Linked DNA regions of Mus musculus: all the other regions are linked to region 2. Evidence: chromatin contacts called from public Hi-C and Micro-C data. All regions are on one chromosome and are shown on one strand. The core of a region is the stretch at or near the end of the contact, and the rest is flanking DNA. Distances in the headings are between cores, read along the strand shown. Region 1 has its middle 26 kb from the start of Gm41499. Region 2 holds the start of Runx1 (runt related transcription factor 1). Region 3 overlaps Runx1 (runt related transcription factor 1).

Region 1 (3,122 bases), core at 23-2,522, 100 kb after region 2:
ACTCCATCCTCCTCCTCTTTCATTAGGAAGCTCGTTCTGTAGCCTGGCCTTGGAATGAACAGAGATTTGGAGGAACCAAAGGATGCAGGTGTTTCTAGCTGCTGGGAGCTATGTCTGCTGCACATGAAGGGATGACTCTCTTGGGTAAGAGAAGCCTTACCTCTCTGTAAGGACACTGAGACTCAAGCCTTCTCTCTACAAAGAGAGTTATCTCCCCAGTGAATACACTATCTCTTGTCTTGCACAGGGAGACTCCAAATGCACCTTCCTTCCCACCCTCCAAACACCACTGCATTGGGTGTCCCATTTGCATCAATAACTCAAACAATGATTGGTCCTCCCCCTACCTCACTGGTTCCTCAGGAAACCAGGTCATCTGGTCCAGACCTGCCTTTCACTCACTCTTTCTTTTATCCATTCTTCCCCCAACAGACTCTAGGATGACACTCTTTCCCACTTATCCTTCAAACCTAGGGCTTGCCAGTTCACATGTGTTCCAGCCTTGATTAGTTTCCTGGGCTGAAGGTGGTTACTCTAGGCAGATTCAAGCACTTAGTGTCTGGGTATTTGCTTCCTACTAGAAGCTCCACAGCCGTATATGGTACACACCAAGGAATCTTAGTTAGGATTTCTGCCATTGTGATACTGCTCTAGAGTGTCAGCAAGGATCTAGAGCCTGTGTCCACCCGTCAGCTGTAGGTGAGGAGGGAAGGAGCAGGCTTCTGAGACAATGCAGCAGACATGCTGAAGGGGTCTCAGAAATCTGCAGACACCTTGCTTCACAACATCCTCCTCCTTCAGAGTTTCCCTGTATCCATAGATGGGCACCCATAGTGTCACAGAGATGTCACATTTTGTCCAAGGGCATCTGTACAACTTGTTGAAAATTTACAGCTGGCCAACAGGCTCTCTTCACAGGACTGAGAGACCTTTACTACAGATTTCTTTCTCTTCTTCCTCCTCCTCTTCCTCCTCCTCCTCCTTTCCCTCTTCCTCCTGCTCATTCTCCTGCTTCTCCCTTTTCTCTTCCTCTTCTTCTTCCTCCTCCTCCTGCTCCTCCTCTTCTTTCTTCTTCCTCCTCCTCTTCCTTTTTCATCTCCACCTCCTCCTCTTCTTCCTCCTTCTCCTTCTCTCCTCCTTCTTCAACTTTCTTTGGCAGGTTGCTGGAGTTGAAAAATCTGACAAAATCTCACTAATTGCAGTGGAATGCACCACTCATGCCAGCAAGGATCATGCCGGGCAGGGCATCCTGTGACACAGACGCAAAGGCAGCTCAGTCAGGAGCTTGTGCTGGGTGACTCACAGGAGACTTGAATTGGGCATTGTGCACCACAGCTTCAACAGGTGTCCCTAGCATTCCAACTGCACCCCATGTCCAATGGACAATGCCAGACTGGGCCAAGAAGCCTTTGGGGGATGAGTGCGGGGACATCTGCAGGCTTAACCTGCTCTGCACCCGTGCTGTGCACACTCAGGGCCCAGCAAGCCCATGCCAAAGACAAGTGGGACTTCAGTTGTAAAATGGAAGCTGGGGAGGCCAAACAGGAGAGGCACAAAGTGCTTCCAAAGTTAACCAGCTTGTTAGGCAGCTCAAGCAATCATGGGGGCTGGAGGGTGTCAAGAAACAACCAGCGTTACAAAATCCAGAGAAAGGACTAAGGGAGAGAATTGTTCTGAAAGGTGGGTTGTGCATTTCATGGTTGAACCTCTGTGCTCCAGGCTTTTGATAATTTGGCACTCAAGACCCCTTTTACCTAAGATGTATGTTATAGCCACTCTTGTATACAGGTGTATAAAATAAGTATAAGATGAAACAGTTAGCTGAGCACAGTGATGCATGCATATAATTAATCCCAGTACTTGGAAGGTGAAAGCAGGAGGGTCACCTGTTCAAAGCCAGCTTTAGATACATTGTGAGTTGGAGGCCAGCCTTAGCTACATGAGACCCTATGTCAACAACCACCCACTCACCAAATTAAACATTCACTGATGACAATTAATAAAGAAATAAATTTTATAACATCACTTTGGTGAAAATATGATTCTATCGTTTATTTAAGGAGAAAGCCAATGTGTACATCAATGAGATGATATACATATTTCTATTTCCCTAAAGAATTACATCTTGTTTGAATGTCTCACCTGGCACAGCTATGGAATAGCTTCAATGTTGACTGATGCTTCGATTCAATAACTGTCAATGCTGAGAGTGGTACTTCACATGAGTTTGCAGCACGAGATGGGAGGAAGATTGTAAGAGCCATTTCTCACACTGTCGGAAATTTTGTATTAACCCCAAGCCAAACTACATCTAGATATATTTTAATGTGACTCAAGTTAGTAACTCTTAAAATCAAAACTTTGACACAAACCAATTCCTCATTGTTTGAACTTGGTTCACCCAGGAATGGCAGCAGAGAAGGACCGAGTGGCTCAGCTTTCTGTAATTGGACCTTTATGCTTCTATACAAACAGAACACCTTGTATATATCTCAATAAAAATACTATAGCTCATAACATACAATAATGTAGAATCTGAGCCAAGGTGTTTGGGCAGCATTTTTTAGTTTTATATGATAGGAAGGCATCCACTGTGCTCAATGCTCAAGTTGGGTTCAGGACAAGAGTCACTGTGGAGTTGCAGGATGAGATTTAGGATTTGTCACACATTTTCTTTGGCCTTAATATTTGGCTTTTGCATATTCAGAAGCTCTGTGCTGTTGTCAGATCTTTCATTACTCCCCATATAGGGTTATGACCCGCAGTTTAAGAAGCTGGGCTCTGAATAGTTAACTCGTCCCCAAATTTCAACCATACTATGTAAAATAAACCTGAAGTTACCTTCTCTCTGTAAGACAGCATTCCATGAATAATGCAAAAGTAAAGGAAGAACTGGCGGCCTTTAATTAAATGGAGATGAGCTGGGCAGGAGCGTGAGAGAACTCTACTGACAGCCTCGTTCTTGTTTGACAGGTGTTGAATTATACATGCATATACATCTTGCCCTAACTTTCAGAGTGGTACATGCCAGATGTATGCATTTCACTGTAGGCATCTCCCCCTTATGCACAGAAGAAACTGAACTCATGAAAACGATCTGCACGTGGAATTAGTTACAAATC
Region 2 (3,244 bases), core at 291-2,790:
TGATTCACAGATACTGGCTGGGTGTGCACATAATTTGTATCCAGAAAACAAATGATTTCTTCCCCATCCCATCCCACTCCATTTTAGCTCTGCCAGAGCATCATACCACAAGCTACACGTCCTGATACACGGCCACGTCTTTGTGAGCTCTTTATGCCACTGTTTTTCTTTACTTAAGCTCAGTCCTCATCCTGAAAGACCCACCAAGCCCACATGGGCACTATGGCTGAACTCCAGCATTGTAAGTTCCATAAGGCCGCTGTAAAAAATGCAGGAAGGTTCAGGGACCTACGTGGTGCCAACCCATAAGTCTGTAATCTAGTAATTTCTGCTGTGACAGTGCGTGGACTTAGGAAATGGCTTCATAGTTCTTTCTGAGAGAGACTGTGTACCACAACTTGCTGGCTTTCTGTCTTGAGCAATGCCGGCTGCCTCTTTCAATTGAGGCTGAAAGAAAAACCACAGCACAACACAGCATCTTCTGATGGCTTTTCCCAGAACGAGTCTGCCCAAATCCTGCCCTCTGTGGACTTGCCACTTTGGCCCTGAAATCTCCGCACTGATCCAAGGTATACCTGTGAGCTGCCTCTCGGAGACCACTCTGCTGGCACCGGCTCTTCCGGCCAGCTAAGTACTGAGCCTGCTAAACCCAGGGGCAAGCCAAACTCAGAACCAGGGCCAGACAGCTTGCTGCCATCAGAGTAAGTGCAAGCGAATCATTCAGAGCAAGGCACAGCCAGATAAAACCCAAAGAGTGTCCTCCGCGCCAGCCTTCTAATCTCTGGGACTTTAACTGAGAGCGGCTCAGAGCACTTGACACAACTTTCACCCAGCGACCAAATATTTCAACAGCCTAAGCATTTATTAAAACATCCCCGCAGCACGGCGTCTGACAAATAATAATCTCGTGGTCTCAGAGTCAACAGCCTCTGTTTGAATTCCTCCCCCCACAAGCAGGCAGGGACTTCAGGCAGGCACCGGAGGGTCCACGGGCTGCCATCTTAGTCTGCGCAAAGCTGAGCAAAATCAGATATAAAAAAGACCAGCGTACTCACCTCTCATGAAGCACTGTGGATATGAAGGAAATGACTCAAAAATGCTGTCTGAAGCCATCGTTTCCTTTCGAAAACGCACCTCTCCTGAAGGCGGGGGATTCTATAATTTCTTTCACCTTCAGAGCAAAAACCAAGAAATGTCACTTACTCTGACCTCACCTCCCACCATGGCTCCCCACGTCTCTTTCTACCCCCAACCCTAACACTTCTGGTACTCCATGGGTCCTATGGGGTGGGGGTGGGGGAAAGAATTATTGCAGAAACAAATATTCAAATTGTTAAAGATTAAAAAAAGGAAAAAAAAAAGACGAAAGCACCGCCTATGCTGTGGGTTGAACTGCTCACCGCTCTGCGAAAGCCTGTGGTTTGCATTCAGTGTGATTCGTCCTGCCTGCTGACCACTGTGCTGGGCTTACACTTCTGACACTGCCAGGCTACCCAACTTGTGGTTCTGTGGTTGTTTATGAGGTCCAAAGAAGTTTTCACACAACCCAAATTACAAATTTAACTGTTCCCCTTTCCACAGCCCACCGCCATTGGCTCTTGCCAATCACGTGACTTAAGTGATGTCAATTTTTTTTTTTTAAACTTTCTGAGCTATGCCCTTCCTGCCCTCCACCTGCCCTCCCCCAGGCTGTGTAAGGAAACAGTTGAGCAGAGCTTAGCAGAGAGGGGCTGTAAGAGAAAAAAAAGCACAACAAACAAGCAAACAGAAATCCCCTGCCTCAGTCTTTTCTTGCTCTCTCTGTCCTGTGCGGATTTGGTGGCTTTCAGATCCTGTTGTTATTTGTGGTTTGAGGAACAACTGATTATTTAGATAAAGATTGCCTTGCTGTTTATTCAACAGCAATTCAACGTTGGCACCAACTTGCTGCTGAGCCCGGATGCGGCTCTCATCACTTAAATGCTGGGCACCAGCTCGGGAGAGCTGGGTTCTTGGTGAAAGCAAGTGAGACAGAAAAGTTAGAAAAGAAGACCAAGAGCCCTTTTCCGTGAGTGGCTGATCCTGGGAGGGCTAGGCTGGCAACCTACTGACATCTCAAAGCTTGGGAACAGTATGACACGTTTTAATTGTGGGATGAAAAGACCACTTTGATCAAAACCCAAATGATGTTGTCCTTGGCTTTCCCCTTGGCGGATAGGCTTAGCATGGACATCTCTTGGTAAGTAGAGGAAACAGTGGCGTTCTCTTCACACTGGCACCAGTTCCCACGCTCGCTTGCATTAGGAAGTTTTGTGGAGAGCAAAGGAGGAGAATTTCCTCACTCAGCAGAGCTGTGGCCTGTGGGCAGCTATCTGTTCATTGTTTGTACCAATAAAGCCTACTGGTAGCCTTTCCGAGCTCCACTCAAAGAAATGGGCCAAGTCACCCTGCTAGGGATAATTACTCTTTGAATCCATGAAGAGTAACTTGTGACTACCCAAGATCCTGCCTCCTCCTGGCCAGCCCCCGGAGGGGGATATTACACAGCCCTTCAGCCTCCAGAAGTCACATGGTCAGGGGACAGACAATAAAGACAAGATGATTCTGTGGGTGTGAGCTCTTCTGTTCACCTCCACCTATTGACCTCTTCGTTCTATCTGTTTTACTTGCTGAGAAGTGAAGCCTTAGTCTTCCTGGGATCCCCAGGCAGGGCCTGGCCTTCCTTTCCTTACTTGGGTCTTCCTTTTCCTCTGTTCAGTTTCCCTCCATTTCGAGGTGATGCCCGATGAGAGGCTGGGCCTTGAGCAGCGTAGCTCCAAGTGCCAGCCCTGGGTCCCAAATTCCAGGCATGCAAGGTACTTCTCTAAGTCTGAGCCCCAGAGGGAACTCTCATTTGGTTTTCATGGAGATAATTTTGCACACACAGTAGAGACCCAGGGTATTAATGATACAGGTCTTTCCAAAGGACCAGACTCCATTTTTACTTAATCCTATTTTAACCTAGGCAGGAATTAGAAACCTAGGCATTTCTTTCTCCCAGCCTCTCTGAGCAGTTAGCAGCCAATACCCACACTTGGCTCACACTTGAAAAACAGTGGCTGCCCGTCTTTTATGAAGCTTATTAATATCTAAACACAACGTGCGCTTCACGTTGCCTCTCAATTCAAATCCCTTGTTAATATAATCCCCATTATTCAAATCCCTTGTTAATATAATCCCCATTATTCAAGTCTCTGTGCTGTTGCTTTTAAACAAATTCCACCCC
Region 3 (3,205 bases), core at 254-2,753, 86 kb before region 2:
GCATAGAATATCTTCAGAATTTTCATAGAAGTGCTTGTCAGTTTAGAAGTTCCACCTTCATCCAGGCTATTTATGGTGTTTTATTGGGGAGAAGGGGGCAGAAGGTAAATTTGATTTAAAGGCTGAAGTGGATTCTCTGTTTCTTCTTCTTCTTTCCTTAAAAAAAAAATCCTGCCTGGAGCAGAGACAAAGGGTCCTATTGTGCCCTGACCTAGGCGTGCGGTGTCTCAGACAGAGGCCTAGCCCAAGGCGCACCGCATCACACACACATGGACCCAATCTTTGTCACCTAATAAAGACTCATTGAATCAAAGGGCAGGTTATCATTTATTCTGTAGGCTGACTAATGCACCATTCTTCCTTTCAAGCAGTCTTTTCTGAAGACTCAAACAATTAGGCTTTATTATTGTTGCTGTTGCTGTTACTGTAATATTTTAAAAACACAAATGGACCTGGTAATGTGCCATTGTAACAGGGTGGCTGTAGGCAAAAAAAAAAAAAAAAAAAAAAAAAAAAAAAAAAAACCCAAACCAAACCAAAATAAAAAAAAAAAAAACACAATAATCTATTGTTGTGCTGAAATTCTCTGTAAATGGTGGTCCCTGGGATGTCTCTGAAAACCCAGCAGTAACTTAATCCATTCATTTCTCTTTTGTTCTCCAGTGTCAATGTTCCGAGCCCTGGGCACACCTGAGAGAGCTTACCTCTCCGCAGTCACTTTAGACTTCAGATCAACCTATCTCATGGAAAGAATCGTTTTCCTCAGTTTAACAAATCTGAAAAATGGGCTCTGTGTGGATTAATTTTTTTTCTTAGTGTCCAGTTTGACCACTGGCTGCTGAGAAGGCCCGAGAACAAACAGAAAGGAGAGTCATGAGCTACTCCCTGGGTGCGGGAAGGAGAAAAGGTCCTGATAACTCGGCCACCCCCTTCCATCTCTCTCTTATTTTTCTGTAGAAAATACCAGCTGGGGGTTTTACTTCCTTTCACAAGAGTTGCACCCAGTTTGGCTCACGGACGCTGCCACAGTCTCAGAGAAATTAGGGGTCAGACTAAGCGCCTCCTTCTTTCCATGCCTTTCCCAAACATCTCAGCTCTGCAGTCATGAGCTGCTGAGGCCTCACACCCTGCAGGCAGCCCGCATTTCAGCTCTACAAGGCTCTGCTCCAGAGACTCACAGTCTCTAAAGTCACGGTTTTGATGAGCAGGATCAATTAGTAAGCCATGAGTCAGAGGCGGTATTCACGCTGAAAAGCTCGTCACGCCAGGACAGATGAGACCGCACGTGTGACTTTATTCTGAAATAGTCTCCCACCAACTGTGTTTCTGAGGGAATAAACCTTGGTCCCTTTCTCATCTCTATCAAAACAGAAAAGTCGGCAAGTCCTCTCTCAGAACTTAATATTTATCTCAACTATTCCTGTTTCTAATTTAGGGCTAAATTAGTTCTCATTAGAAGGAGAAGTTGGAATCAGTTTCTTCCCTCTTGAGCCTGAGTTCTCCTAGCCTGACATCTTGCTGAGGCTCCAGCGAGACCGGCTTTGTTTATCTCCTCTCAATTTTGTCTCTGCTCCGAATTCACTCTCCTTGTCTTTGATTCTTGGAAATGAATGCTTTCCTATACGCGGGCATCCTTCTGACCTGCCAAATACCACATCTGTCAAATGCTGAATAGACCTTGTTTAAACAAGAGGGTGGAAACTCAGCCCTTCATTAAAATCTCTAAAGCAAATGCTACCCTCTTTCCTCTCAACACATTTTTTTTTTTGGTGTGTGCATTCGATATTAGCATTTAATAATAATGTCTCACTACGTCTTGGCCCAAAGTGCCAAATGGAAAGGCTTCCTGATGACAACCCTTAAAGAGACAGCCAGATGATCGCCCCAGGAAGCATGGTGCCGGTTTCACTGCTTATCTGGCCAAACAACGAGACCAAAAGAAGCTGTACATACCCTCCTGGCCAGAGTAATTCTGAGTTCTTTTTGTCTAGATTCGATTCCTCTGAAAACACATTCCATACTCTGAATGCTGTCTTCACCAAAGGTCTACAGGTGGACTGTTTGAGTAGATCAGAACTAACTCATGATCATTTGATGCTTCAGATAAATATGTAAATGGTGACCTATAGTGAGAACCCTAATGGACCTTATGCATTTCTATAAGATCATCACCCAAAGGAATCACTCATTAAATAAGGTAACTCATCATTTAGCTGCGGTCAATGAATACACTTCCCTTCTCTCCAAGCTACGGAGTAGACAAAGCATCTGATGACCCGACTTTATCCTCCTGCCTCAGTTTCCTTCTTGCATGCTCACTCATGGCTTTATCTACGGCCGAATTGGACACCGAATGGCCTCTGTTGGTGAAGATCATCCTGCCTGCTGTGACACATGTGGCAAGGGTACCCCCTTTCATAGCAGGAAACGTGTAAGAGAGGATGTGCCCCACCAAACTGAAGTACAGCTGCCGTGCTGGAGTCGAAAGACATAGAAGGCTCCTGTCCCCATGTCAGGCACCTCAAACCGACAGCAGCTGGGCCCCAGAGTTCAGCCTTGTGCACCAAGGAGTTGAGCTTTATAACAAAGGCACCAAGGATTCTCTGGGCCATAAGAGGGGCTGGCTGGCAGGGTTTATCATCTGCTCAGCAGTGTCTCAGAACACATCTGCAAGAACAACAGCCTTTGGAAGCAGAGCTACACATCACAGGGATGCTAGACCCGAAACAAATTCTACACGGGTGTTTTTTGAAAATTCTGGAACATTTCAAGTTCTATGATCTTTGGATCACTCTGTTTCCAGGTTTTGTTTCTATTGTTTTTTTTTTTTAAAGTCTTCTTCCCAGAGAAGTGCTTTCAGACTAGGCCAGCAGTTGTGCAACTTAACCGAGCTATGCCTCTCTCTTTAATATTTGCTTTTGTTTTGAGTTTAAAGAGAAATCAGCAGCAATGAGAGAGCAATGCTTCAACTTCATTATGTTTTCTGGATTCTTTACAGTGTCAAAAAATAGTGTTAGCATCTTTCAGCATACAGTTAATGCCAAGTGCTCTTGCTTTGCGCGTCCAGGGGATGGGCACGGGCTGTGGAGCTGTGGAAGGATGCCCGAAGGTGGCTATTGAGAACCTTGTGGAATGGGAGCTGTCAGTAGAACAGAGAACCATTAATGATTTATGAGGCAAGTTAATAATGCCAGCTTCTATAGAA

What was found. A called contact is a pair of places that touch in the nucleus more often than the background predicts.
Region 1: a contact with region 2 is called in a Micro-C map of muscle stem cells, with 6 times the contacts expected there. The contact joins the enhancer-like site here to the promoter of Runx1 in region 2. A contact is called at or near these places in 3 of 39 promoter capture datasets (the 3T3-L1 cell line and the C10 cell line), 3 of 15 datasets of contacts at CTCF or cohesin (the NIH/3T3 cell line, large pre-B cells and pro-B cells), 18 of 484 Hi-C or Micro-C datasets (the C10 cell line, the C2C12 cell line, CD4 T cells and 12 more) and 3 of 115 datasets of contacts at active chromatin or transcription factors (the SCID.adh cell line, large pre-B cells and regulatory T cells).
Region 3: a Hi-C map of muscle stem cells shows a contact between it and region 2, with 1.9 times the contacts expected there. The contact joins the enhancer-like site here to the promoter of Runx1 in region 2. A contact is called at or near these places in 4 of 484 Hi-C or Micro-C datasets (double positive thymocytes, embryonic stem cells, muscle stem cells and 1 more) and 2 of 9 other capture datasets (adipose tissue and liver).

The regions. Positions count from the first base shown.
Region 1 is chr16:92,929,004-92,932,125 of GRCm38.p6, forward strand. No RefSeq gene overlaps it. Among named protein-coding and RNA genes, the nearest start is that of Gm41499, 26 kb to the right of the region's middle. Within about 2 kb of position 1,273, at least 43 of the 459 cell types and tissues checked have an H3K27ac peak or open chromatin away from gene starts, as enhancers often do. A contact at or near this core is called in the C2C12 cell line and muscle stem cells, where this site is marked.
Region 2 is chr16:92,824,534-92,827,777 of GRCm38.p6, forward strand. Runx1 (runt related transcription factor 1) reads right to left here and starts at 1,541. Exons shown (of 8, transcript NM_001111021.2): 1 at 1,401-1,541; 2 at 1,056-1,171. The coding sequence starts at 1,113.
Region 3 is chr16:92,739,013-92,742,217 of GRCm38.p6, forward strand. The region is part of intron 2 of Runx1 (runt related transcription factor 1); the gene reads right to left. Among named protein-coding and RNA genes, the nearest start is that of Gm30281, 22 kb to the right of the region's middle. Within about 2 kb of position 1,504, at least 21 of the 459 cell types and tissues checked have an H3K27ac peak or open chromatin away from gene starts, as enhancers often do. A contact at or near this core is called in double positive thymocytes and muscle stem cells, where this site is marked.